Linked DNA regions of Urocitellus parryii: region 1 is linked to region 2. Evidence: chromatin contacts called from public Hi-C data. All regions are on one chromosome and are shown on one strand. The core of a region is the stretch at or near the end of the contact, and the rest is flanking DNA. Distances in the headings are between cores, read along the strand shown. Region 1 holds the start of Bcl6 (BCL6 transcription repressor). Region 2 holds the start of Lpp (LIM domain containing preferred translocation partner in lipoma).

Region 1 (4,047 bases), core at 507-3,006, 370 kb after region 2:
TAATGAGTCGCTTGAAGGACTCTCATAGCCAAAGCTCAGAACAGTCTGACCTTTGAAAGCTGCTTCTGGTCCAAACATTTTGGGTTAATTCTTGAGGAATCTGAAATATTATTTTCCCCTCACACCCTTCTTTTAAGAGAGAGACATAAAAGAAACAAGAGTCTCCCTCATTGAGGGATGAGTAGGAGGGGAAAAAACCCCAACCAACATTTAAATAGGGAAACTGGCAGCTCTGAACAAACAAACCAGGGCCCACAGTGAAATAATTCTGCACTGCATTTGCCTTTAAAAAGAAAGGAAAAATGAAAAAGAGAAAGAATTATTTCCTCCTCTCAACTCCAGAGCTGAGAGGACTGTGCTCCGTGCGGTGCGTTGTAGTTGTAGCACAGTCTGTTCTAAATACACGCAGTATCTGTGATACTGGCACGGCAGGCCTTTAGAATTCCCTCCGGCTGATCCCTTCAACACTGACTGAAGAGACTTTTCACAACGACCTTGAAACAAGCCCGGGGTGGGGGGTGGGGGTGGAAGGAAGGAAGAAAGAAAAAAAGAAAGAAATGAAAGAATTAACCCAAAAAGGAAAATCAAAACACAAACATGTATTTGGCTCACAGAATTCTGCAGAACACACACGTACATATATCCAAATACACACGTTTCTTGCAACAAGAAATTCCCTAAGAGTCAACAATAACAGAGTAAACCCACCACTTGCTATCCTGGAAAGAAACAAACCAAAACAAAACAAATTCTTGGAGCATTTCTCTCCAGTGCAGGACAGCCTCTCTTCAGTAAAAGTCCAAGGGGAAAAGGAAATTGCACTAAAGAGGGGAAAATGGGGGTTGGGATTGTCACATATGATTAAAAATGTAAGCGTCTTTCAATAGTATCAGTATTGAAATAATACATCTTCTTTTAAATGCTTGAGCGATTAGATAGGGAGAGAAAGAACGCACACAAAACAAGAATCAACCGATGACGGATCCTAAGCTTTACGTAACACCACAAACTTGCAAAAGGCAAAAATCAGAGGCAAAAATCTGAAAATCATCAAAATACAACAACCAGAAATCCCAAGCCATCACACCAAAAAGAAAAAGCTCAAAAACACCCTCCACCCCAGTCCCAAATTAAAAATAAAGCAAATGAACCCACCGAACACTGCTTGGCAAATATTTTTCTCGTGGTGCCTAATATATTAGCTGGAGAGAGCTGTGGTGTTTATTGTTTTTTTCCTCTTACTCGTCTCTCTAAACCTACTATATATAACATACTTGTTCTAGTGGTTCAAATCTCTCGCTCCCTTTTATGCATTTAGCTCGAGGAGCTGAGTTTATGGTAAGAGAGGAAGAATTAGCCCAGACCCCGGGAAAGCAAAGCGCACTCCCCCTCTTATGTCACCGAATAGCAAATTAGTTCTCAGAATTCCAGAGGCCGAGCTTTGCTACAGCGAAGACGCCGACGTCACACAGGAGGCGCCCACGTGACAGCGGCGGAGCAGGCCGTACCATCATGCAGAGGCCCTGGAGGGAGGGCTGCCTTCTGTCCACTCGAGCCTCGAAGCGGAACATTCATAACCAAGACGGTTATCCTGTAAGAACTTCAAAATATGCCGTAAAGTGGGAAAATATTGTGACTTTGAGGGAATTTTATCGGGCAGAGGAGGTAAAAAACCCAGAGAACTGACACCGTGTCCTCCCCTGCCACGTAGCAGTGGTAAAGTCCGCAGCTCAAATTCCGAGAATTGAGCTCTGTTGATTCTTAGAACTGGGGTTCTTAGAAGTGGTGATGCAAGAAGTTTCTAGGAAAGGCCGGACACCAGGTGATTATTGCTGTTGCTGCCGCCGCTGCTGCTGCTGCCGCCGCCGCCGCCGTTGCCGCTGGTGCCGCTGCCGCCGCCGCTGCTCATGATCATTATTTTACCTTTTAATTCTTTTTTTTTCCGCTTTTGCCAAATGCTTTGGCTCCAAGTTTCCTATGTGTATCTATTGATATAAATGTATATATTTATTTATTCTAGCTGTCAGGTGTTAAAATAAATGCCGAATATTAGTCCCACGTCTCTCCCACTCTAGGATATAGATTTATATATAATTATTATTATTATTTTGTTGTCTTTGAGGGAATCGGCCGGTTTGGGGAGGCTTTTGCCACCCTCCCTGATGTTGTTTTGGTTTTTGAAAAGGAGGTTGGAGGAGAGAAGGAGGGGAATTTGGGGGCGGCCGGAGCAGAGAGGACGAGACAGTGTTTAGGGGGTGATTCTGGCAAGTCTGGGGGCTGTCTGGCCTCAGACGGCGGAAAGGACGCGCGCTCGCGCTCTCGCTCTTTCTAAAGGCTGCTGCTTGCGTACGGCTTGTGATCTCGCTGGATTCGTGCGGCTGTGTTTTTTCCCTCTTTTCTGGCTTGCAAACTGCCTTCCTTGCTCCTTCGCTCCTGCCTCCCTTTCCCTCCCTCCCTCCTCCTTTCCCTAGCCTCTCTTCTCCCGTCCTTCTGGGTAACTCCGGGAGGCGAGGAGGGAGGCTGCCCGCTTGCTCGCCCCGCTGGCTCCCTTCCACCGGCTTCAGTCCTTAAGATTCCCTGCCTTCCAACCGAACCGAGATTTGGGAGGAAAAATACAAGCGAACTCCTCGGGTGTTTTTTTTCCCCCACTCTTTTTTTTTTTTTTTTTTGGTCATAAACCCAGATGAAGTATCGTGTCTACTACTTCCTTTCAGAGCCGTGATCTTCCTAAGGAGAGACGAGTGTTTTGGTGTCCCCTTCCCCTGTGTTTTGGGAGGTTTAGCTTGGGGGGGGGGGTATTGAATACTTTGAAAATTAATCTTTCTTGGTTGTAGTCAAGGGAGTCGGGAAGCCACTGCGCGCTTCCTTTGCCCATCCCGAGAAGAGAGGCTGACGGCCGGACAGGGATGTTGGGGGTGGGTAGGAAAGGGGTGCGTGTTTGCACCTGCGACGCCTTTCGGTGTGCGGGGACACAGGGAACCTTGACAGGACAGCCCAGGAGAGCGAGAAGGTGGCGGGATTTCTGGCGGCCGCGGTGTTTGTATTTTGGGCGCTGCGTGACTCTGTGTTGGCTCTCAATGGTTGTTCCCTCCCTTTCCTAAATTTTATATTCTTTTTCCCCATGTTGCACGTTCCGTAAAAAGGCAGTTGTGGGCCTGAGTAGAGCGGACGCCAGACTTCAGATTCCTAAGGTCCTTACACTGGGCGAGGGAAAGACAAACAGAGCTCCAGCCCGCGTTCCCTACGTGCAAGACCCGGGAGGAGAGAAGGGCACTTTGTGGCTATGGCTGGGGGACCCGGCGGGAGGAGCGGGCGCAAAAGGGAGACCTTTGTGAGTGATTTTGCAAAAATAGATTGCGAGGTTGGTTGGATCTGCAACCTGTGGCTCTTCTCGAGGGAGTAGGAGTGGGGGAAGCGGCGGCGACGGCGGCCTGGGGCGCGAGTGGGTAGGGAGTTGGAGCTTCGGAAACCGGCTGCACTGGGGTGCAGCAGGAGCAAGGGGCCACCCCGCTGCCGGATGTAGTGACAGTGGTAAATGTCTTGAGAACTATGGGTTGCGTTGCTTTTATGATACTGTGCTATTGGAACCCTGGAGAAAAATGGAACTAATGTTGCAATGAGTTTTAAAACTCCCCCATGAAAAGCAAGAGCACAACCCAACAGATTTTCTAAAAGAATCGGGGCGGGGGGGAGACCCTTTGTGTGGTGCCCACTTATATCTGCGTGGTGGGGATGGTGGAGGTCCTGACAGTTAAGCTGAGGAAATGACCTTAAACCGGTTGCTGAAAGTCCAGAGTTGTTACAGGGTCCCTGACTGCTTCAGACAGCCAATCACCCCCCTAGGAAAGTGATTTAATCTTTTATGAAGTTTTTTTTTTTTTCTCAAACACTTTATAGTTTCCAGGAGGAAAAATTTAAACACTTTTTTTTAAAGTAAAATGACTGTCTGTAGATGCAATTTTTACTGTTCAGAAAAACAAAAAGAAAAAAGAAAAAGAAAGAAGAAAAAAAGTGGGGCAGGAGAGAGGGAACCAGGGAAAGGGTTGT
Region 2 (3,979 bases), core at 174-2,673:
AAGCAGTAAGTCACTAACACATTTGTGACAATTCATTTTATTGGAGAGGCAAGACATCCAGAAAAGGGGATGGGGGATCAAAAGAATAAGGTGATTGAAACAATGTTAAGTGAGTTTGGCTGAGGAAAGTAGCTCAGAGATAACCCTGAGTTCTTGCTAATCCTTTCCTGTTGGAGGGAAAGTGGTGGAACCCTCCTAAGGAAAGGAAAGTAGAGTTTTCTTGGGACCCTGAATCCCAAAGACTCCACTCTGCCCAAGAATCCAGGTACCATTCCACGGACGAGTTCATCTCAGGTCATACCCGTCCCTATTCCAAACTTTATGCCCCCATTTACAGTTCATCTTTATTTCCCACCCTTTATTCAGTCTTCTCTGATCTGCACTTGCCTCGTTGAAATGCCCTTCCTCCATGGCTGATTGACTTCAGAAAATTCCCCATCCTTCAAAAGCAACAATCAAGCACAGCCCCTTCCAAAGGCCATTTCCTTAAAACTCTTATCCTTATATTTCCCCTCAGCACTTAACATTTCCTATTGGGTCAGGTTTGGCTTCTCCACTCAGTTGAGTGCTCCCTGAGGGTAAGATCTGGGCCCAACACACCAGCAAAGTGCCTGACACACAGTGGGGACTCTAGAAATGCTTACAGAACGGGAAGTAGGAGTCCTGAGCCACCTACTTTATTTATGGCTCGATCTCTAAAGAATGACTTCGGGGAAGACCCTCCAGTCTTGGCCTCGATTGCTCTAACTCTGAAATGGGAGGACTTGAATGACTGGGTCTCTAGGCCCTTTCCACTGTGACAACTGAGATTCCGCGAAAGCTCTAAGCGGCTAGGCGTGGCCCCGCCCCCTGGGCGCCCAGAAAGCCCGGGCAGGGGGCGCGCCAAGACTCCAACCCCGCCCAACCCCCGATCGAGGCTTCCCCAAAAACTCTGGGTCCCCCTCCCCCACGGCGTGCACCCGGTGATTGGGCCGCGGTCGGCACTTCCGCACCGCGGGCCTGGCGGCCGGGGAAGGGCGCTCTGCACCCCTCGCTCCTGCCACCCTAGAGGCGCTCTCGCCCGGAGCGGGCTGGGGGTTCTTGAAGCGCCCGCGGGCGGAGGGTGAGGGGGAAGGAAGGAGGATTTGCAACAATACCTCAGGGAGGAGGCAGACGGGGCAGCGGCAGCAGCGGCGGCTGGAGGCGGAGGCAGAGGCGGAGGAGGAGGTGCCCCGGCACTCCCCCTCCCATTGTCCCCAGCCCCGGACAGGCCCGGCCCCACGCCCCGCACCGGTCCGGGCGAGCGCGCCGCCCGCGCCCAGCGCCCCGCGTCCCGGGTCGTGCAGCCAGCCCTTACCTTGCAGCGCTCGGCTCTCCCCGATCGCTAAGCTACTTATCCCGGGAAAGCTCGCGCGGGGCCCGGGAGCGAACCCACAGACAAAAAGTGAAACTTCGGCAGGGCTGGAGCGGCTGCTGGTTGGTGCCTTTCCCCCTCCTTCCTCCCCACCGTCCCCACCCCCTCCCCTCGGTCTCCCGTGCGGTGCCCTGAGCGCTGGAGGCTGACGTCAGGGGCCTGAATTCCTGACTTTGCCTGCACGCATTTGTCCATGTAAGGTATGGGAAGGCGTGTGCCCGCGGGCCGCAGCGCAGCGCTCGCCCGGCGGGGGAGGGGTCGCACGCAGTGGGCAGTGACTTTGCCAAAAGGTGGGCGCACAGAGGGCATTGCATTTCCTGGGAGGAAAAGGAGGAGACGTGGGAATGTAGGGAACTTGCAAAGGAGGAAGGGAAAGAGGGAGGTGTGGAGGCTTGCCTCCACTGGAGGAAGAGGAAGGAGACGTAGGAGGAAGCGGCGGAGTTGAGGGGCTGCTAGAGAAGTGGGGCAACTTGAGTCTCCTATGTCGGTGCCAAATTAGGGGACTGAGCTTGAGCTAAAGTATTCCCTTCCACAGACCTCCTCCTGAGCCCCACCCCGGATTCCCAGCAAGACTCAAAATTTACAGGATATTCAAACTGGCAGAGACAAAACTTTCAACCCATTCACTTCACCCGTGAGAATGCTGAAACTTGAAGAAAAGAAATGATTTCCACAGAGCCTACGCTCAACAGATCCAGGAGCGGGACCCGAGTCCCTGTCTCCCCTCAGGATTGATTCCAGCCCGCAGGCAGGGTCCTGACTGCCTCCTAACCCCTGAGCTGAGAACCAGGTTAGATATCAGACTAGGCAGGAGGACCACCCAGTGAAGTGACTTTGTATTTCCCTTCCAGAGCTAGTTCTGGGAAGGTTCTGGTTGACAGTGAGCCCTGAGGAACAGAGACATTCAGTTGCTTCAGGGTAACTTCCCCTGTACTGTGCTGAAAGAGGTGAACCCCAGGAGTTAAAACAACTACAGCTTGCTCTGTACTTACAGCTTCGAAAAAAAGTATGCGAACTGGGTGGACTGGTTTGAATAAAGACAAGCCTCTTCTTGGAAGGTTCAAGTCGGATTTTTTTTTCTCTGACGTTTGAAAATGTGAACAAAGGTGAGAACTACCATTTACTGTATCCAGGGGTTATTTCCTGGAAAGCACTCCAAACCTGTGACTTCCTTTCTTTGTGTTTCTATCCTATTCATATCTAAATGAATAATCCCTCACTGCAATATATCATAAAAACACTCTTTCATCTGAATTATTACATCTTCAAGTGAGTTGGATAGGATTAATTGTAGTCCATCTTCTACCTTTAAGGCAAAAACTCAGGTAAAGGATTTGCCAAGCACAAAATAACTAAGCAAGACCTGAACTCAACTGCCCCCCCCATCATACAGGTCACCTGATCTGTGCTCTTTCCATGCCATCTTCCTGGCCTTTACCTCCAGCAGGACCTGATTCCACTCATACATGATGAGAGTACACTTTGAGTTAATAATGCACAAAAACTCCTAAACATGGTTTTTTTGAGGTTAGGTTTTGATGGAATTCTTTTAACCAAGAATTAAGGAAATAAATGTAAAAACCATAGGCTGTTGGACTCATTTATTGAGCATTTCTTTTGTGAAGTCTTTGAATTCAGATATTTCTGGGTTTAAATTATTTAACCTCTTTGTTCCTCTTAATTTTCTCATCTATACATACAAAAATGTGAATCTGGAAGCAGAGAAAGATGACTGAGAATACCCACCCAGAGCCTCTCACTCCTGAGATGGCCCACATCCTCACTTGAATGGGTATTTCCTGCTTTATCCCCAAAGGGTCTCTCTTGAGATTGCCCTATTTCTTCCTTAAATGAGTATCTACTTTCCTAAATAAACCTCTTTCTATGGCAGGAGGCTGGGAGTAGAGATACCCACCCCTTCCACATGATAATGAACTATTTTTCTTTTTACTTCTAACACGATTTTTAAAAATGGGAAAGATGAGCTCTTAAAGAGATTTTGTTCTGAGATTTTAAAAATACCAAATCCTATCACAACACAATTCACTTATTCTATCAAACATTTCAGCAAACCCACATCCTGAGTACTACTATTTAGTATGAAAAAAATCCCAGTATCACAGGAGGTAAGAATGGATTCACCCAATTCTCATCAGCTATAACGGGACTTGACCTGCATTTCCCCATCCACCCACCCCTCTTTCTCCCACTTATAAAGAATAATAGAGTTCTAATGAGGATTAATAAAATTTAATAAGGTATAATTAGTCATTCATTTCCTCTATCATGCACATTATAAGAGTGCTGTTTTGGACCCAGAAATGCTACTAATTATGTTGAAACTGTTGCATGGGTGTGTTGGGGAACATCACTGTGTTTCTCCTCCTGAAATATTTATGAATTTCTTAGGTAGGCATGGTGTTAGCATGAGCATTACATAATGTTAGTCACAAAAGATAATTTCCATTTATGAGGCCTTCACAGGCGTATAAGTGACAACATCATCAGTTGGATGCTTGGTGAACCGCATGTAGTACTAACCCAAACCAACGTCTCATTCTTGTTTGCTATTCTGGTTTCTTTTGC

Evidence for each region. A called contact is a pair of places that touch in the nucleus more often than the background predicts.
Region 1: a Hi-C map of liver shows a contact between it and region 2, with 4 times the contacts expected there. The contact joins the promoter of Bcl6 here to the promoter of Lpp in region 2. A contact is called at or near these places in 2 of 2 Hi-C or Micro-C datasets (liver and muscle).

The regions. Positions count from the first base shown.
Region 1 is chr2:182,396,635-182,400,681 of mUroPar1.hap1, forward strand. It overlaps Bcl6 (BCL6 transcription repressor), which reads left to right and starts at 1,757. Exons shown (of 10, transcript XM_026389338.2): 1 at 1,757-1,822. It overlaps LOC144253323 (a long non-coding RNA gene), which reads right to left and starts at 1,584. Exons shown (of 7, transcript XR_013343275.1): 1 at 1,156-1,584.
Region 2 is chr2:182,028,931-182,032,909 of mUroPar1.hap1, forward strand. Lpp (LIM domain containing preferred translocation partner in lipoma) reads right to left here and starts at 1,424. Exons shown (of 12, transcript XM_026389376.2): 1 at 1,337-1,424.